Regions from separate parts of the Mus musculus genome. Here regions 2, 3 and 4 are each linked to region 1. The links are chromatin contacts, called in public Hi-C, HiChIP or PLAC-seq and promoter capture Hi-C maps. All regions are on one chromosome and are shown on one strand. The core of a region is the stretch at or near the end of the contact, and the rest is flanking DNA. Distances in the headings are between cores, read along the strand shown. Region 1 overlaps Gm26008 (a long non-coding RNA gene). Region 2 holds the start of Dennd2a (DENN/MADD domain containing 2A). Region 3 overlaps Hipk2 (homeodomain interacting protein kinase 2). Region 4 has its middle 34 kb from the start of Braf.

Region 1 (4,402 bases), core at 611-3,110:
GATTAAAGTGAAAGTCTTGTGTTTCTGTTTTTGTTTTTTGTTTTTAAAGACAGTTAGCCCAGCGTGGCCTGGAATTCAGCAATGGTTCTGCCTCAGCTTTCTGAGTGCTGGGATTGCAGATGTGACCCACCACACTTGGCTAGGGAGTGTCTTTATTACAAGTTGACTTTTTTGATTGTATATTACACACTGTGAGTTGGCCCTTTAGATATTAATGGTAAAGAATGGTGTGTGTGTGTGTGTGTGTGTGTGTGTGTGTGTGTGTGTGTGTGTGTGTGACTAATGGGGGAGGCCACATGAGTACCTACCTGTATGTGTAGAGGCCAACAAAAATTTTAAATGTTTCTTTGTGTCAGTTTATGTGGTCATGTGTGCAGGTACCTTCAGAGGCCAGAAGAGGACGCTGGATCCCTGGAGCTGGAGCCATAGGCAGTTGTGAATCATCTGACTTGGAAGCTGGAAACTGAAGTGAAGTTAATCACTTTTGACAGAATAACTCATAGGTGGTAGAGGTATTTATTTTAGATTAATCACACCAGGAGGTGCATAACCATTGTACTAACAGGGACACTCAGTTTGATCACTTGGGTGGGTGTGGCCCGCCAGCTCTCTCTGTTGGAAAGGGAATTTATTCCTTTGGTAATTTCTGCATTGTCTGGAAGTGCTTCTTTAGCCAACATATTTTGCTCTCTAGTAACCTTCCATAATCTTTGCCCAAGTCGTTTATGTCACCAGGGGCTACATAGCCGTGATTTCCAATTTTAATATTTTTATTAGCATGTACTAGTGATACATGACCATGGGTTTCCTTACGGCATTTTCATGCACGTGCATACTGTGTTTCCGTGGTCTTTGGCACCCCCTTACTTCTTGTTCACTCTTCTCCCTCTCCTGCTGATTCCTTTCCTTAACCAGTTCTTATCCTATTTCCCTGTCGCGCGTGCGTGCCTGCGTGTGTGTGTGTGTGTGTGTGTGTGTGTGTGTGTGTGTGTCCCAATTGTTTGTGGGATTTGGAGCGCCTTATCAATGGCTACAATACTAAAGAAAATGTCTCTTCCTGCCAGCATCCCATAACTGCGTATAGATCTTCAGGGAGGGTGGAGGCTCGTAAGTCCCTCCCTCTTCTTGACTGATGTGGACAGGGCCCAATCAGTACTAAATTGCTAATAACCATCCTTGGTCAGGCCAGGGATGTGGCAAGAAAGACTTCTTCCACATCAACCGGAAGCCTCTCCTGGGACAAGGGAATTGAGTGGTAGTCCTGGATTTATTTGGATGTCAACTTCAGCAGGGTGGGCCAGCAACAACTTAGCAGGGGTAGGGGAGGTGGCAAGGTAGGGTGAGGGTAAGGGCGAGGGTGAAGGTGAGGGCGAGTGTCAGATGTACCTTTGCCCAGGTAGTCAGCTGGGAAAGCAGAGACACCGGGCCAAGCTGGAGGTCGTGACCGCCTGGAGAAAAGACCTCCCCTTTCTGATTTACACAAAGGTTCCCCATGAGTTTGCGGGAGCCTCCACTGGTCTGAAAGTGTTCCAGGTTCAACACCGAGGGCTTATTATCTCAATAAGAAAAAGCTGCCTCTTCCCAACAGGAATTTCCAGTCGTGGTTATTAGCCTAGGTGTGACCCAAAGGTAAGAGTCATCGAGTTTCTCCTCAGCTCAGGTTCACCCCACAGTCTGTTCCCTGGTGCTTTTCTTAGCTTTTCTTAGCACAGCCTTTCACCCGTCTTTTTTTTTTTTTTTTCTTTCTCCACTTTGACCTCAGGGTGTCAGCTTCAGGCTGTGTTTAGTCTTAATGCCAGTACCACAAGTCTCTGGTCTTTCCTCCCCTCCCCCTTCCTTCTCTCTCCCTGGCTTAGAAAGAAGTGACTAAACGAGTCCCTCCCGAGGTGAGGTGAGCTCTCTCCCGGGAGTCACAGGGTGGGGTGAGGTGGGTGACATCAAGGGAAAGGGAAAAGGAAAAACAAATAGAAGCAGATGTCTCTGCAGCCCAGGTCCTGGCCTAGGGGATCATGGGGGCACAGAGGAGGTGGGGGGGGGGCGGGGTAGGGACAGGGATGGCAGCTGATAAGTGTTTCCAACCTGGGCCTGGACTCCCTGGAGCCTGAAGCTAGCTGGGCTTCTTAGTCCTTACCTCTCCACGGTCACCTGATTCCTCTTCCAGGGATAGGCCAGTGGCCCTCTCTTCCCTTCCTCCTTATGTGGATTGAGGTCATTTGTAGCCACCCTCCTTTGAGCCAGTGAACACCACATGTTTAAAGTGTGTGGAAACAACTATGGACCAAGTCTGCTGTGTCACCAGGAAACACTGGGTTCCCTTTGCAGGTTCTCAGTTTCATAGACGAGATAATTAAAAATGGATACAGAAAAGAACTCACCAGTTATTATGCCTAAGGAAAACAAACAGCCAGACAGTGGAGGTTGGGATCCTTGAAGCTGCATGGAGCACAGAGCCAGAAGGAGCTAAGCCTGCAGGCTCAGCAAGGAGACCTTACACCTGTGGGGGCTTTGGGTTTAAGTACTGTCATCCGTACAGGGATAGTGCTTCCATTTTAAAATGTTTATCTTCAAGTGTGGTAGCATAATGAACAGGCATTCAATGCCATCCACAGCTGTCCAGTGAGTGTGGGGATACAAAAGACTGTCCCAAAGCAAAAAGGAAAGCTGGGTGCAGTGTCGCACACCCAGCACTCAGGAAGCAGAGGCGGGTAGATCTCTGTGAATTTGAGGGCAGCCTGGTCTACAAAGTGAGACCCTGTCTCAAAAAACAAAATGATGATGATGATGGTGATGATAGTCATTCCTGACCCCACACTGGCTTCCTGCTTGTGTTTACTCCATTCCTGTCAGTGGTGGTATGGGATTGAAGATTTAGCTTCACTTTAGCTATCAACTGTGGCAGCCATTTTCTCCCCTTTATAGAGCTCCCCTCCCTTACAGGGACCTCAAACCCAATTATAATCATCACAGCAGGAAAGAATTTTGGACAAGGCCAGCATGAAGCAGAGATAGAGTTTATTTCATTTGAAACCTGGCGTCATGTAGCCCAGGCTGTCCTCAACCTTGCTATGTATCAGAGTTTAACCTTGACTTTCTGATCCTCCTGGCTCTCCCTCTCAAGTGCTAGGATGACAAGCATATACCATCATGCCTGCTTTTATGGGGTGTAGAGTTCAGACCCAGGACGTTGCACTTTCTAGGTTAGCACTCTACCACCTGAGCTATAGCCGCAGCATCACAGCTCGGATTTAGTTTGTTTAGCTGTTGAGACAGGGTCTCACTGTGTGTCCCTGGCTGGTCTGGGACTCACAGAAATGACCTGTTTCTGCTTCCTGCATGCTAGGAATAAAGGTGCTTGCTGCCATTCCTTACAGAGTTTATTAAATAGCACAGATAGATAGATAGATAGATAGATAGGTAAATAGATAGAGATAGATAAGATATAGATATGTTTTTCTGAGCCCTGGCTGTCCTGGAACTAGTTCTGGAGGTAGTGGCAGCAGATAGACTCTGGAGGTGGAGTTCCAGGCAGTTGGGAGTTGCTTGACACGGGGGATGTTGGACTCCTGGCTGCAGGTGGAGTATGTGAGCCATTTCCCCAGACTCTTTATAAAACATTATTTAAACATACTTAAGAGCAGAGGTTAATAGAGAGGTGCTTAGGACAAAGGGTCGAGTCCAGCTGGCTTAACAATACTTACATGTAGGATTCTGGTTGTTTCGAAAGTTGTTATTTACAAAGTTTGCTAAGAAATGTAAATGAAATCTCAGGATGGACAAAGGTATGCCAGACAGGATTGTACTTGACACAGGGAAGCAATAGGATGCCTCACTGTGAATTAGTTAATAATGTTTTTAAATTGGCTGTGTATATATGTGTGTGTGTGTCTATCTATCTATCTATCTATCTATATCTGCACATGCATGAGGAGGTCAGAGGTCAATTAAAGGAGTTAATTCTATATTTCTACCATGTCAGTCCAGGTGATAGAACTTGGGTTGGCACCTTTACCCACTGAGCCCTTTTGCCAGCATAATATAATGTAATGTAATATAATGTAATATAATATAATATAATACAATGTTTTGTATGTGGAATTCTGGGAAAAAATCTAGGAGAGGAGTAAGGTCCTACCTGAGGTCATACAGATGCAGGCCTTAAGCCAGGTTTGTTGTTATTTTAACATTCATATCTGAAAGTATTTCTATATAAAAGAAATACTTCCTCTGGTGGTAACAATATAACAAATGTTGATAACCAGGAAGGTTTTTTGTTTTGTTTTGTTTTTTTGTTTTTGTTTTTGTTTTTGTTTTGTTTTGTTTTGTTTGAGACAGGATTTTTCTGTGTAGACTTGTCTGTCCTAGAACTCTCTTTGTAGACCAGGCTAGCCTTGAACCCACAGAC
Region 2 (4,257 bases), core at 1,706-4,205, 290 kb before region 1:
AAAGTCCTTCTTAGCTACATAGAAAACTGGGGACCAAAGATATGAGACACAGTTTCAAAAAATTTACAAAAAAATAAATAGATGGGGCTGGTGAGATGGCTCAGCAGGTAAGAGCACTAACTGCTCTTCAGGAGGTCCTGAGTTCAAATCCCAGCAACCACATGGTGGCTCACAACCATCCGTAGTAACATATGACGCCCTCTTCTGGTATCTAAAGACAGCTACAATGTATTTACATATAATAAATAAATTCTTTATAAAAAGATAAATAAATAAATTTATAACTATAAATTATTTATTATTGGAGTAGAGAGAAGTAATTAATAATAATCTAGAGATGAATTTAAGAGTGTGGAAGAATTCATGTAGGATATATACAAATGCAGAACTTTTTTTTTTTTTACAATGAACTTGAACATCCAAACATATTTGGTATCTGGGGAGATGGTGAAGCCACATTCCTGTAGACACAGAAAGCTGACTTTATGCCTACCTTAGCTCTCATTTTCCAAACTGGAGAAAGTTTGAGGACAGACAGGGAGAGAAAGGGATGTGTGCTTTGGAGTATCCCCAACACAGAGCACCTGTGGGGGCAGGGGGGAGGCATGGTAGCGTCTGGTGAGACTCACCAGGGTTTGGGTGGGACCAAAAGTACCAACAGCTGAAAAAAAAAAAACTGCACACAAGCCAGCACAGGCCACACAGAGAATATGGGGAGAGGACAATGAGTGGCTCTGGGTCATGGTGACAGAGCCATAGGATGACAGAGCAATGAAAGTGAGGAGACTGGGATGGAAAGGGCCCAGTAACATTCATCAAACTCTGACCCACAGGTCAGGCAGAGATGTGGTTTCCTAAGGAGAGCTAGAGTGCAGTATTCCATGTGATAAAACTGTGGCCTGGGAATTGTCAAAGGACTGAGTCCTCAGCCCGTGCTTTGTCATGTCCACCTAAGATGCGACTGGCTATCTGAAAGCCAGACACTCAAAGGCTCCTAGGCTCTTATGTGCTTTGGGCTGGGGGAGGCAGCCAGCTGGGCTCTTGGCCCAGTTCCCATTGAACTTTGCCAGTTTGATGCTGTGGGGTACCCTGTGGCCCTGGGACTAATTAACCCCCAAGAAGCCAAGCCTTTGATCTTTATTTAGAAAGGGAGAACTTAGAAAGATGCAAACAAAGCAATACTTTGAATGCTAACACTTTAAAAAAAAAAAAGCTTACACTTGGCAAATGTCTGTTCTGAGAGTCTACAGTGCTTCATTGAAACGGGTGTGGCATGAAGAATTTAGGAAGGCCTCAACGATCTCCTGCAATGAGCAAACCCCTCAACTATGAAGGACATGCAACTTTGTTTCGCCTGGAACTTTAAGTCCCAGTTCCCTGGTGTCTGAAGTCCACTCTCATTACCATACCTCACCCCCTGCACACAGACTAGAGATCTCCTGCCTCAGTCTCCTGAGTGTTGGGTTACAGACATGCCTCGCCTGGTTTCCTCTTTATATGAAGCTCTAGTTTTCTTCTGAGGACCCACTTTGTGAAGTTGTAAGACTCTGGGTCTGTACCTATCCCACCCCCAACTGGCCACCCCAACCTAAGCTTTAGGCCATTAGGCTACTCTTGAAGGTCTCTAATAGCCAGGAAGGAGACTGGCTGGCACCTACCCTCAGGGCAGATAAATTGTCACTGTCAGGCCTGAGCACTTAGCATCTGGTGTTTCTCTGCTTGGACCCCTTTGCCTTTAGCATAATATTCAAATTCTGCCCAGGCCACTTGAATCCCTCCAGGCCTACCCATCGATCCTTATTCCCTCCCACTTAAGGGTCCCCCAAATACCATAATGTGACACCCCCACAACACCAGTCACACTCTTCCCTCTTTTCAGGCTGTCTTTTCTTGCCCTGTTTCTCCACCTTCTATAACTGATTCACTATCGCTGGTCACCAAAGCCCCAGAGAATGCCCCAGCCTGTGTTGGCTCCCTTAAGGCCCCCACAGCATTTTCAAGTGGACTCCAATTTGGCAATCCTTTTTTTTTTTTTTTTTTTAAGATTTATTTATTTATTATATGTAAGTACACTGTAGCTGTCTTCAGACACTCCAGAAGAGGGAGTCAGATCTCATTACGGATGGTTGTGAGCCACCATGTGGTTGCTGGGATTTGAACTCTGGACCTTTGGAAGAGCAGTCGGGTGCTCTTACCCACTGAGCCATCTCACCAGCCCCCCAATTTGGCAATCCTACTGTCTTAAAAACCTCCTGTGTGAGTGCTTTGACTGCACCCTGTGTACGTGGGACCGTGGGACCGTGGAACCGTGGGACCGTGGGACCGGTGTGCTGTAGAAAGCCAGTTCTCTGATCACTTTTCCTGACCAGGGCTTGGGACCCATTCTGTACCCTTCTGTAGGGAGGTGGGCCCCTGGATCCTTATGGCCCAGGCTCCTGAGTTGCTTAGGGGCAAATATGGACCCTTGGGTCCAAATAGCTTGTCTCATGACTGTGAGTTGTTGCTTATGGGCAAACTGGGCCTCGAAGGCCTATCTCATGACTGTCAGTTGCTTGGGGGCAAATGTGGAGCCCAATTCTGCCTGAGGCGTCCACCCTAACTGCTCAGAAACAAAGCAAGGGCAGGGAGTGTGGCTACGGCTTTGGTGCTGTCTAAATCTGGTTCTCGGCCCCTGGCTAAGCGCATCTCAAGAATGGACCTCAGTCGGGGTAGCAGAGAACCGGTTCGGCGATCTTCAGCACAGAAAAGGTTAAGCCACCGTCTCCCCCACCCCTCGAAAGGCGAGGGGGCGAGTGAGTGCGGCAGAAGGTCCTGTTTACCGTGGCTCCCCTCGGCGGCGGGCCCTGGGAGAGTGGTTGCTGTGGCAACCGGCCGGGCGCCCGCCAGCTGCGGATTAGCTCACTGGAGCCGCGGGATGGGTCGGGAGGAGGGGGCGCGCGTCACTGCAGACGGTCGCGGCGCAGCCCAGGGCAGAGGAAGGGGCCGCGCGCGCGGGAGGCCAGAGGAGACGCAGCACGCCTCCGAGGCCGGAGGCGGCGGGGACCGGACGGGAGCGCGCGCGGCGGGGACCCGAGGGGCTCGCGGCGGCCGGGGGAGGCCGCGCGGACAAAGGCGCGGAGGGCAGCGGGCCATGGCGCCCCAGGCCCCCGCCGCCCCTGCCCCGGGCGACCGCGAGTTGCGCCCCAGAACCCGCGGAGCCGACGCCCGTAGAGAGGTAGGGCTGGGCGCCGGAGTGCGGGCGACCTCGGGGGAGACCCGGGAGGGTACGCGCGGGGGCGACGAGGAGACTGCAGGCGCAAGCCGGGGCTCCTCGCAGGCGGCGCTGGGGACGCTTCAGCGGGGCCCTGGGGACCCGCGCAGGAAGCGATCCACAGCTCTTTCCCGGGTCGGGCTAACTTCAGGGCCGAAGAAACTTGCAGAAACTGGGCAGAGCCCGGCCCTGCGCTGTGCCGGAGCTCCCGGGCGGCTGTGAGTGAGTACGCGCGTGTGAGACCGAGTGTGTACGCTGGGGTGGGGGAGTCCAGGCGGCTCTAGTCGGGATTTGTCGTGGTGGAAAGTGGGGTACGTTGAAGTTTACTTCTCCCACTTTCCTCCCCAAGGATGGAGTTGGGAGTAGATGGAGCCCAGGGTAAGTCTCTTAACCACACAGGATATAGTCCTGTGCAGGAGAGTCACTGTGATATGGAGTCAGACCACTGAGCCAGAGGGAGCTCAGCGCCCGGAATCCTGTAGTGAGGGGCAGACACAGGAAGCTAAGGAGTGCCTTCCTTTGGCCCTGGATTGGAACAAGGAGAGAGCTGGGACCCTAATTTAACCAGCCTGCTGAGGAAGGAGCAGGCTGACTTCTGGCCGGGTGCTCTGATGGCTTTCAGGGTTGTGACTATAGCTCCCCAAAAGACAGGTAATTGTGGAGTGTGGTAATAGTGTTATAATAGGCACTTTACAGTAATTTGTTATGAAACACTTGCACCTGCTGTGGTTACTATAGAAAAGCCTTTCTCCTTCAGTACCAAACACCTGAAGAGTTGAATAGGCTCTTTAGGGAATGGACCACAGAGGAGAGAGTTGGAGATTCAGAGAGGAAGCAGAAGGCAAACAGAAACAGACAGTTTATTTATTTGAGACAGGGTCTCAGTATGTGACCCAGGCTGGCCTCAAACTTAAAGTCCTCCCTTTTGTCTTAACTCTCTAAATTCAGGATTACTGGTAGGCAGGCAGGCTCAGTTCAGGGACTTGTTTGTTTGAGGCAGGGTCTCA
Region 3 (4,464 bases), core at 1,929-4,428, 450 kb after region 1:
CAGTTCAGCGATATGTTTATCTTTGCCTCCTGGGTGCTTAGATTAAAGGCATGTGATACCATGCCCAGCTAATGGCGATGCTGTAGACATTTTTGTATTTTCCTTCTACCCCATGCCAGTCTTATAAAGAGAAGACCTGTAATGCAGACCAGATGATTGACTTAGTTTATTTTCCAGATGCTCAGCGCTGCTGCAATCGTATTGCTGCTGTCATTATCAGTAAGGATTCTGAAGAACTTGTGGTTAATTTTACACTGCTCAAGTGGAGTCATATCATGTATCTAACATTATACAACTAGTGCATAAACACTCTCTGATTGAAAATGATATAAAAGCCCCAAAAGATATTTAGTACTCACTGTTTTGAAAATCTGTCACTTAGAAACAGGTAACCTGAAATTGCTTCACACTCTTTTAAAATACAAACCTGACACACAGGATAATTATTACAGTTATGAATATTCTGTAGTATATCAATGAAGAATTTTTTCTAATACTCTTCAATCCTCTGAGGCATTAAATAATCACAAGTTTATCAAGGGCTATACAAATTTTCCCTTATCTAGGTGTTTAAAAATTTCCATTTGATACATAATTCCTTTTAGGGGAAGAGTGGGAGGTTTTGAGACAGGGTTTCTCTGTGTAGCCCTGGCTATCTTCTGTAGACCAGGCTAGCCTCAGACTACCTCTGCCTCCCAAGTGCTGAGATTAAAGGCATACCCCACTACACTCAGCCATAGACATATATTTCTAACATTGATTTATAACTTATATCTTATGTGCAAAATATGATATAGAAGACAGGATATTCTATTAAGTATGGGAATGAATTATTTTTATTATGTATTATAGGGAAACAAAATAACATTGTAACTTTCATCAGATACTCATTATTCAGGCAGTATATGCCTGGAAGGTTTTAGAAAGTGAAGAGGTTAGTACCTCTCGTGGGGATCTGGACTCTATGCTCTTTAACTATGTAACTGGATTTTGAGTGGCAATCTATTTCATATCTGCCAAGCCTAAATTAAACCTTAAATACTGATAAAAAATGATGCCTATTTTTACTTATAATTCCTTCTCTTGAGCTTTGCTGAGTTCAATGAAACTGAGTTCAATGAAAAAAATTAATCATATATAACCCTCACTTATCCCTGTAGTTTCACCAGAGTCTGATCTTCCAGTAGATAATTTGGGTGGTGAAATGGAAAGGAAATGTACTCACATGTGAAGCAACTTTTAGTTCATCCAATTGTGAAATAAAAAGTTATGAAGAAACTAAGCAAATATGTTAGGAAAAATACACTAAGTAAGCCAGTCTTTTAACAAATGTCATTTTTAAATATAGTAGGTTAAAAACTCAAGATCATGAAAACTTTTAGCTTTTTAGGTGAGTATGACAACCAACACTTGTAATCCCAACACTGAGTTGAAGTGTTGAAGGCCAGATGGTCCTACTTGAAGCTAGCTTAGCTATATAGCAAGACCCTGACTCAAAGAGGCAGAAAAAGTTGCCTACAACTCTGAAAGGGTTTCTCATTAAACCTTCAAGACTAAGAAAGACAACGAGCCACAGAGTTGTCCAGGCTTGAGCTTCAAATCAGGGTCTGATTTTGCCCCTATTCCAGGAGCCCACACCATGACCTGATGTCACAGCTTTCAACTCATCCCTGTGTGAGGAGATTGTGTGGGGCATGTGTTAATGGGATGAGCATACCACGATAATCAGACTCCCAAAGACACTTCTCCCAGAGCCACATGTGCACTGGTGCTTGCTAATTTACAATCTGAAGAATGGTCCATGATTTTATACAGAGGCTGGAGTCGAGTGTGATGGAAGTTTGTGGGCATCCATGGCACCCATGAAAAGACTACAAGGCAGATGCTTTGAAACCCGGGTTTATTGTAGATACGTTTTAATGTGAAGTGGGCATTTGCGGGGAACCTAAAGAGCAGTTCATCTTCATTGTTTAAACATGCAGGTTACCAAAAGGCACTTGAAACCTTTGGGACCTGGGTTTGTTTGGTACATAAGACAGTTTTGTCTTTGTTGTAGTGATAAGGAATGACTTAAAATGTTCACTGTCATTCTGTGTGACTGTTTTTAATCAGGTTTATAGGCACTACTTTTTATTTGTCATGAAGTGAGGAATTTATTGCATACAGTTGAGATGTAAGTTAGCTACATTTCTAGTGAGTTTGTAAGTATATCTCTTTTATTGGTAGTTTGTCCATAAGCCCAGAAATATGGAAAGATGTGTTCAATGCTCATGCCTTTGGCCTGCTTAAGAGCCAGAGGCATGGTAGTGAGAATACTCCTTTGTAGACACTTCACCCTATGTATCAGCAATCACTGGATATACAGCCATTATGTAGGGTTTTATCTTGAGAGGCCACCGAGGCTTTTATAGAAAGGTCTGGATGGGCTATACCTCTAAGGAGCAGGTGTAATTATTGCAGATTTATTGTGTTATTCCCTGGGTCCTCCATACTGCCCTTCAGGGAGTTAAACCTATCCTTGCTAGTAGGGGTCAGAGCCACGTTTTCTTCTAAGAGCCCAAGAGGAGACACGGAGATTGAAATTTTATATAGGATCAAACTGAAGATGTCCAGTCAGCGCCTGCCATTTCTGAGGGGAAGTTATTACTATTATTATTTGTGTGTATAGGAGGTCAGTAGTCCTTGAAGAGTACAGGGGTCAAACCATAAAGAAATGAGAGGAAACATTTAGCTTTTCCTTTAGAGTGGAAAACATACAGGTCTCCCCCACCTCTTCCCTGTCCCTTGCCTTAGGGATCTGAACAAATGGAATGGCAGGGGTTGTGGGCTTAACAAAGAGAGCTAAACTAACCAGGAAGGGTTGTTCCAGAAAAGACTTCCAAGGAGAGATGTTTAGACATAAGTTTGATTATGGATGTGAGATTATTTTAAAATGAAGCTACAAACTGCCAGTGTTTTGTTCCTTATAAAGATTTTAGGGCTTAAAAAAATCATCCTTAGTGACTTTCTTTAGCTATATTTTGTTTGAGCATTCTCCTTCCCACATCCACAGGAAGATGGACCATGCCATAGAACAAAGGTAAAAAGGTTGTTGGAAATGTTAGTTCTAGTTCTTGGAATAGTGGCTGTTGACCTCAGCAGTGACCACAGCAGCCCCAGCCAGAGTCTGAGGCAGCTGCTGGCCACAATGATGGGTATAGAGAGGTTCCAGCCATGCAGGTCTCCTTGCTGATCCTGGGCATCTGTCACCCAAGGCAGCCAGTGATTATTTCAACAGTTTATGACCCTTGGCTATCATCCCAATAACAAATAAGTCATAAGCTACCCTCTTCCCCTTTGTAAAATTCCACTCTGCAATGTGGCCTCTCTACCAAGAACTTCTAAAACACTGAGGACAGGGACCAGTGCCTCTGAAGCTCTGTGTGTAATCAGCTTATTTCTTCTTTTCCCCTCCTACTCTCCCTTTCCTTAGTAACTTGAGTGAGAAGCAGGAGACAGTCAAAGGACAGAGCTGAAGTAGATAGATGTTAATTTTGCTTAGTCTCTTCTGTTCATAGGTAGCTTAAAGCCAAGGATTGCTCTCTTCTGTATTACTTCAAGGGTATCAGACCTTTTGACATTGTAACAAAATGCCATTTGCAAATGTGTTGGAGCAAATTCATTAGTGTACTGGAACACATGAAGCCAGCAGGCCACAGGTTGAACTTGTCTGGCTTATAGCATGTGTAACTATATGAATATTTAAGTGATATTAGTAAGTAGAGAATAACTACTTTTTGTGCTATGGTATTAGGAAAATATTGACATAAAAGTAGGTGAAAAGTATGGTTGCATAACAAACCAAAATAACCATGTCAAACAGTAATCATGTCAGACATACACAGGCATATTAGTCATAGTGCCCAGGTGAACATACACAGACATACAGACATACAGACATACAGACATACACAGGCATATTAGTCATAGTACCCAGGTGAACCTTGGAGTCAGCTTTCAAACCAGAAGGGAAGTCTCACCGTAAAGGCAGATTCAGAGGAGAGTTTAGGCTAAGACCAGACCTGCCTCCAGGACGTCAGAGCACATGCTGCCATAGCACAGGCAGAGCATGACTGTCCAGCCAGCGCAGGAGCCGAACAGCCTCTGCCTTGGTATTGTTTTTCATTCTAGAGTATTTGTTTTGAGTCAGGGTCTTTTTTCTTCCTCCTCCTCCTCCTCCTCCTCCCCCTGCTCCTTCTTCTCCTCCTCTTCTTCCTTTTTTGTTTTTTTCGAGACAGGGTTTCTCTGTGTAGCCTTGGCTGTCCTGGAACTCACTCTGTAGACCAGGCTGGCCTCAAACTCAGAGATCCGCCTGCCTCTGCCTCCCAAGTGCTGGGATAAAAGGCGTGCGCTACCACGCCCGGGTTGAGTCAGGGTCTTAATGGGTGGTCCAGAATAGTCTCCAGTTCTTAAATCCTCTCTCTT
Region 4 (4,215 bases), core at 1,021-3,520, 490 kb before region 1:
GACATGTGATTCATGTAATTTATGTCAAATAGCCCAAAGAGTTGTTTGTGAGCTTTGAAACCTGGGGCTGAGAACATAGCAGAACAGGCCAGGACATGCCCGGGCAGGCCCGTCGTCATATGTCCTGACTGTCCTAGTGCCTCCCTATCTCCTGCCCTTCTGACAGTCTGTTGATGTTTAAATGGACCAATCATGTGAAACCGCGCCAATTCCTCCCCCAGCCCCACCCCTTTTCTATAAAAACCCCTAGCCTCCAAGCGTTGGGGTCGAAACCACTGTCTCCTGCGTGAGATACGTTTCGAACCGGAGCTCCGCCATTATGGCTCCACCATGTGGTCGACACCTCTGTCTCCTGCGGGAGATATGTGTCGGCCCGGAGCTCCGTCATTAAACTACCTCATGCTTTTACATCAAGATGGTCGTCTGTTTGTGATTCTTGGGTGCACGCCGAATCGAGAATTGAGTGGGGGTTTCCCCACTAGGTTCTTTCAGTCTACTCAGGTTCACAGTACTATTTGTCTAGCTCCTTTGTCTTTGCTTGCCTTGCTAAGCTACTAACTTGTATACTGTTGGTTTAGCGCCAAGCTTTATTTAACCTCCTGTATGTATTTTCAAGGTTAAGCCTGAAATCAGGTCTACTTAATAGATAGATGGTCCTCAGACTCTTCAGGGACCTGCTGAGTATGGTGTTTAAAATGGTTAAGCTTCCCATAATAGATATGCCTCTTTTGAGTGGGAACCTGAAAGGTAGGGTGTAGCAACTCCCCCTAATTGTGGTTACACGTATCACTGGGTAAAATCACCCCATGCTTCACCCCCTGCCAGGGCTCTACACAAACTGTGGACACTTTGCGGTTGATTGCTCTACTTTGCCTGGTCAAAGTAAGATCAGTTTTCCCAAGTTCCTCTACAGGAAAAATCTCAGACCTGGGTCTGACAGCCAAAGGCCCATGCTGCTCCGTTTTGACAGCTGAAACTGAGCTGTTATGCTCTATGACAGCAGAAGACCTGTGACTACTGTCCCCAGTAAAACTAGGAAGGCCACCAAGAGCCTAGGAGACTCACCTTAGGGAATGGGGAAGTCTCTGTCATTTAAATGATGCATAGTCATTTGGATTATCCTTCCAGCTGCAATTTATCGGTCTCAGATCTCTGAGCACATGGACTGACTGTACCTTTAACAGCAGTAAGCTTTACCAGCTCCTTCCCCCAAGGCTGCAGCTGCCTTCTCACCTCTGAGCTCCTCTGTCTCAGCCCTTACTCACTTGGGACCTTCTAGGTGTCCAGCTGAGAAAGACTAAACAGTTTACTTCGCTCTAGACCCTAGACTCTAAAACAGGACTAAATTCATAAAATAGGTTTCAAGGTAACTTTTCTACTATTCTTTTATTTAAAGGAGCCTGCTTTATTATAGTGACCGCTCAATTATCAGCCACTTTTAAAGAAGTGTTTGTGAGAATTACAAAGGCCTAAGGACGTGATTTAAGGTATAGAAAATGCTTCAGATCTCTTTCCCGCTCCATATTGAAGCTTAAAAAGGTCAAAGCCTTGACGTTAATCAACAGCGTCTGATAAGCTATTAGTCGGGCTCTGGTAAAGCACTGCTGATGCTAATGCTATTAAGCACAAGCTTAACTTTTAAATTTTCCTTTAGTTGTCTTTTTTAAAAAAATGTTTCACATTGTGCTAAAAACATGTGTCTGACCTGTCCACACCCAGCCTTCTGGACAGAAGAAAGAGTGTTCACGCTTTGAACCTAAAATCATTGTGGGGTCCCAAGCTACGAGTCAAAAGTATGAGTCTCCTTACTGCCTTTTGAACAATGTGAATTTCAGTCCAGATTGCAAACAGTGGCAATGCTAACATATCTAAAACTTTGCCTCTTTTTGAAAAATGAAGAAAACAAAAAACCAAACCAAAACAAAACAAACTCTTGTAGCTTCAGGGAATCATTTTGGATCCATGTCTCATAGGTCAAACAGATTTAAGTAATCCTGACAGCCTAAGTTTTTCTGTCTACTAACCATTCCTTAGGGTGGGACTCTCTCCAGGTCTTGGGACTCTCCTCCCCCAACTACCAGTTTTCAAATGTACACTCAAGATTAAAAAAAAAAAAATCGAAACCCCTAAATTTTACTTTCTCTCCAAAACTACCCAATTTGTCCCAGCAGATTTCAAATCAACTGCTGGCTGCCCCAGCACAAACTCCAGATGTTCCCTCACAATCTGTATCTCCGAAAGCTTCGGAGCCACTCGCCCCAGGTGATCCAGCCTCTCAGGCGGCTCCCAAGTAGCCTGCACTCCCTAGCCCCGGGTGGGACAGCAGAGCCTGGCCAGTGAGTGAAACAGCCGGCTCTTCCTGGAATTGGTCAGCATTCCAGCTTCCATTGGTCCCCCAAACAAGGACGCCCCAATGTCAACAGGAAGTAGTCCTAGAGGAGATTACAAATCACTCCTTATCTATTTATTATCAACAAAAGGCTGGGGTGTTAGGTTTTAAACTTAGGACAAATGGCTGAGGTGCCTATTTAACACATCAAACTGAGCCCTGGCTGCCAGGTTCTCCTGACATCTCTTAGTCCCTCCCTGTTACAAGGCCCTCCAGGCTGATGTACCCCGCCCCCACCCCAAATTGCGGCCCTAGGTGCTGAGCTGTTCCTCCCTATGTAGTCCAACTATTTCGGTTACCCACTATTTTTTGTACCTTTGGGCCTCCTGGCTGCTGCTGTACCTGGTCCCCCTCGCTCCCCTCTCCCAACAAAGCACAGCTCAGTCTGGTCAGGTCCACTCTGGACTCTCTCAGAGCTCCCCACCTCCAGCTATGCTCTCTCTCCATACCTAGGAGCAGTCATGGCTGTTAACAGACCTTGTTAGAGGTCTGTCTAAGCTCCAACCCACAGTTACCTGGCAACAGCCAGGTATGTTCCTCCCCATAGTTACCAGGCCTAAACCATCATGAGAGGGGCTGCTTGCCCCCTCCTCCCTCTCTTGTTTTCTTGCTCTCTTTTGCTCTCTTGCTCTTCCTCTTCCCTTCCCATTCCCTTCCTCCCTCTCTCCACGTGCTCATAGCCACGACCAGCCTCTTCTTCTCTTCTTCCCTTCCCTTCCCTTCCCCTCCCCTCCCCTCCCCTCCCCTCCTCTCCTCTCCTCTCCTCTCCTCTCCTCTCCTCTCTCTCCTCTCTCTCCTCTCCTCTTCTCTTCTCCTCTCTCTCCTCTCCTTCTCTTCTCTTCTCTTCTCTTCTCCCCTCCCCTCCCCTCCCCTCCCTTCCCCTCTCTCTCCTCTCCTTCTCTTCTCTTCTCTCCTCTCCTCTCCTCCCCTCCCCTCCTCTCTCTCTCCTCTCCTCTCTTTCTCTTCTCTTCTCTCCTCCCCTCCCCTCCCCTCCTCTCTCTCTCTCCTCCCCTCCCCTCCTCCCCTCTCTCTCCCTTTCTCTGCCTCTACTATCCTCTTAATTCCTTTCCCCATGCCCTGAATAAACTCTATTCTATACTATACCATCCTGTGGCTGGTCCCTCAGTGGGAAAGGATGCCTTCCCCCATACCTCACCACACATCCATAGAACATATTTTTTTCTCTCTTTATCTTTTTTATAAACACATCAATAGCCTTTCTTTTCTTTCTTATTTATTTATTCATTCACAAAACAACAAAAATTAGAAATTTGCTTGGTACCATGACACATACCTTTAATCTCTGCACCTTTGTAGGCAGAGGCAAGGGGATCTCTATGAGTTCAAGGTCAGTCCTAGGCCAGAGGACCTTACCTGAGAGACCTTAACTAAAAAGAGAACAATAAAGCTAGAAAGAGATCTACCACATTATCCAGTTATACACTCTTGGACATACACCTGTTGTGAATGACTGCCATTTTGGAGCATTCAGGGGTACTCCCTCACAAAAGATTGTCCTATCTGGGCTTGTTGATGGTTTACAGCCCCACGCAAAGGGGCAGAGTCATTTTGAGCATGAGATTCCCCCCCCCCCAAGTACCCAGCTGCTCTATACCACCTCGCAACTCTGCATGAGGCTTGGGGATGGGGCCAGGGTATATACAGGCCAGGGAAGACTAGAGAGGCTCCATCTATACAGCAACAATGAAGCCTTGTCCCTGCTGAGTAAGGTTTTTTGAGTGTAGTCAACTGGGGGAGGAGAGCTCACACCCCATAAGTAACCTATTATTTAAGGAAGCCCAATAAAATCATTAGTTCCCCAGAGT

What was found. Promoter capture Hi-C pulls out the DNA fragments that hold promoters and counts their contacts. Hi-C and Micro-C count contacts between places; a contact is called where the count stands out from the background. HiChIP or PLAC-seq counts read pairs in DNA pulled down with a chosen protein or histone mark.
Region 2: a Hi-C map of embryonic stem cells shows a contact between it and region 1, with 2.8 times the contacts expected there. The contact joins the promoter of Dennd2a here to the enhancer-like site in region 1. A contact is called at or near these places in 4 of 39 promoter capture datasets (cranial neural crest, embryonic stem cells, hippocampal neurons and 1 more), 3 of 484 Hi-C or Micro-C datasets (all in embryonic stem cells) and 3 of 115 datasets of contacts at active chromatin or transcription factors (bone marrow-derived macrophages, embryonic stem cells and pancreatic cancer cells).
Region 3: a contact with region 1 is called in a FOXA1 HiChIP or PLAC-seq map of pancreatic cancer cells. The contact joins two enhancer-like sites. A contact is called at or near these places in 1 of 39 promoter capture datasets (3T3-L1-derived adipocytes) and 1 of 115 datasets of contacts at active chromatin or transcription factors (pancreatic cancer cells).
Region 4: a promoter capture Hi-C map of embryonic stem cells shows a contact between it and region 1, with 2.8 times the contacts expected there. The contact joins two enhancer-like sites. A contact is called at or near these places in 2 of 39 promoter capture datasets (embryonic stem cells and liver).

Annotation. Positions count from the first base shown.
Region 1 is chr6:39,266,654-39,271,055 of GRCm38.p6, reverse strand. Gm26008 (a long non-coding RNA gene) reads left to right here. Exons shown (of 6, transcript XR_001785221.2): 4 at 357-512. Among named protein-coding and RNA genes, the nearest start is that of Gm34147, 3.2 kb to the right of the region's middle. Within about 2 kb of position 1,860, at least 39 of the 459 cell types and tissues checked have an H3K27ac peak or open chromatin away from gene starts, as enhancers often do. A contact at or near this core is called in embryonic stem cells and pancreatic cancer cells, where this site is marked.
Region 2 is chr6:39,556,532-39,560,788 of GRCm38.p6, reverse strand. Dennd2a (DENN/MADD domain containing 2A) reads left to right here and starts at 2,955. Exons shown (of 19, transcript NM_172477.4): 1 at 2,955-3,214.
Region 3 is chr6:38,822,840-38,827,303 of GRCm38.p6, reverse strand. All of the region lies in intron 1 of Hipk2 (homeodomain interacting protein kinase 2), which reads left to right. Among named protein-coding and RNA genes, the nearest start is that of Hipk2, 51 kb to the left of the region's middle. Within about 2 kb of position 3,178, at least 37 of the 459 cell types and tissues checked have an H3K27ac peak or open chromatin away from gene starts, as enhancers often do. A contact at or near this core is called in pancreatic cancer cells, where this site is marked.
Region 4 is chr6:39,757,331-39,761,545 of GRCm38.p6, reverse strand. No RefSeq gene overlaps it. Among named protein-coding and RNA genes, the nearest start is that of Braf, 34 kb to the right of the region's middle. Within about 2 kb of position 2,270, at least 24 of the 459 cell types and tissues checked have an H3K27ac peak or open chromatin away from gene starts, as enhancers often do. A contact at or near this core is called in embryonic stem cells, where this site is marked.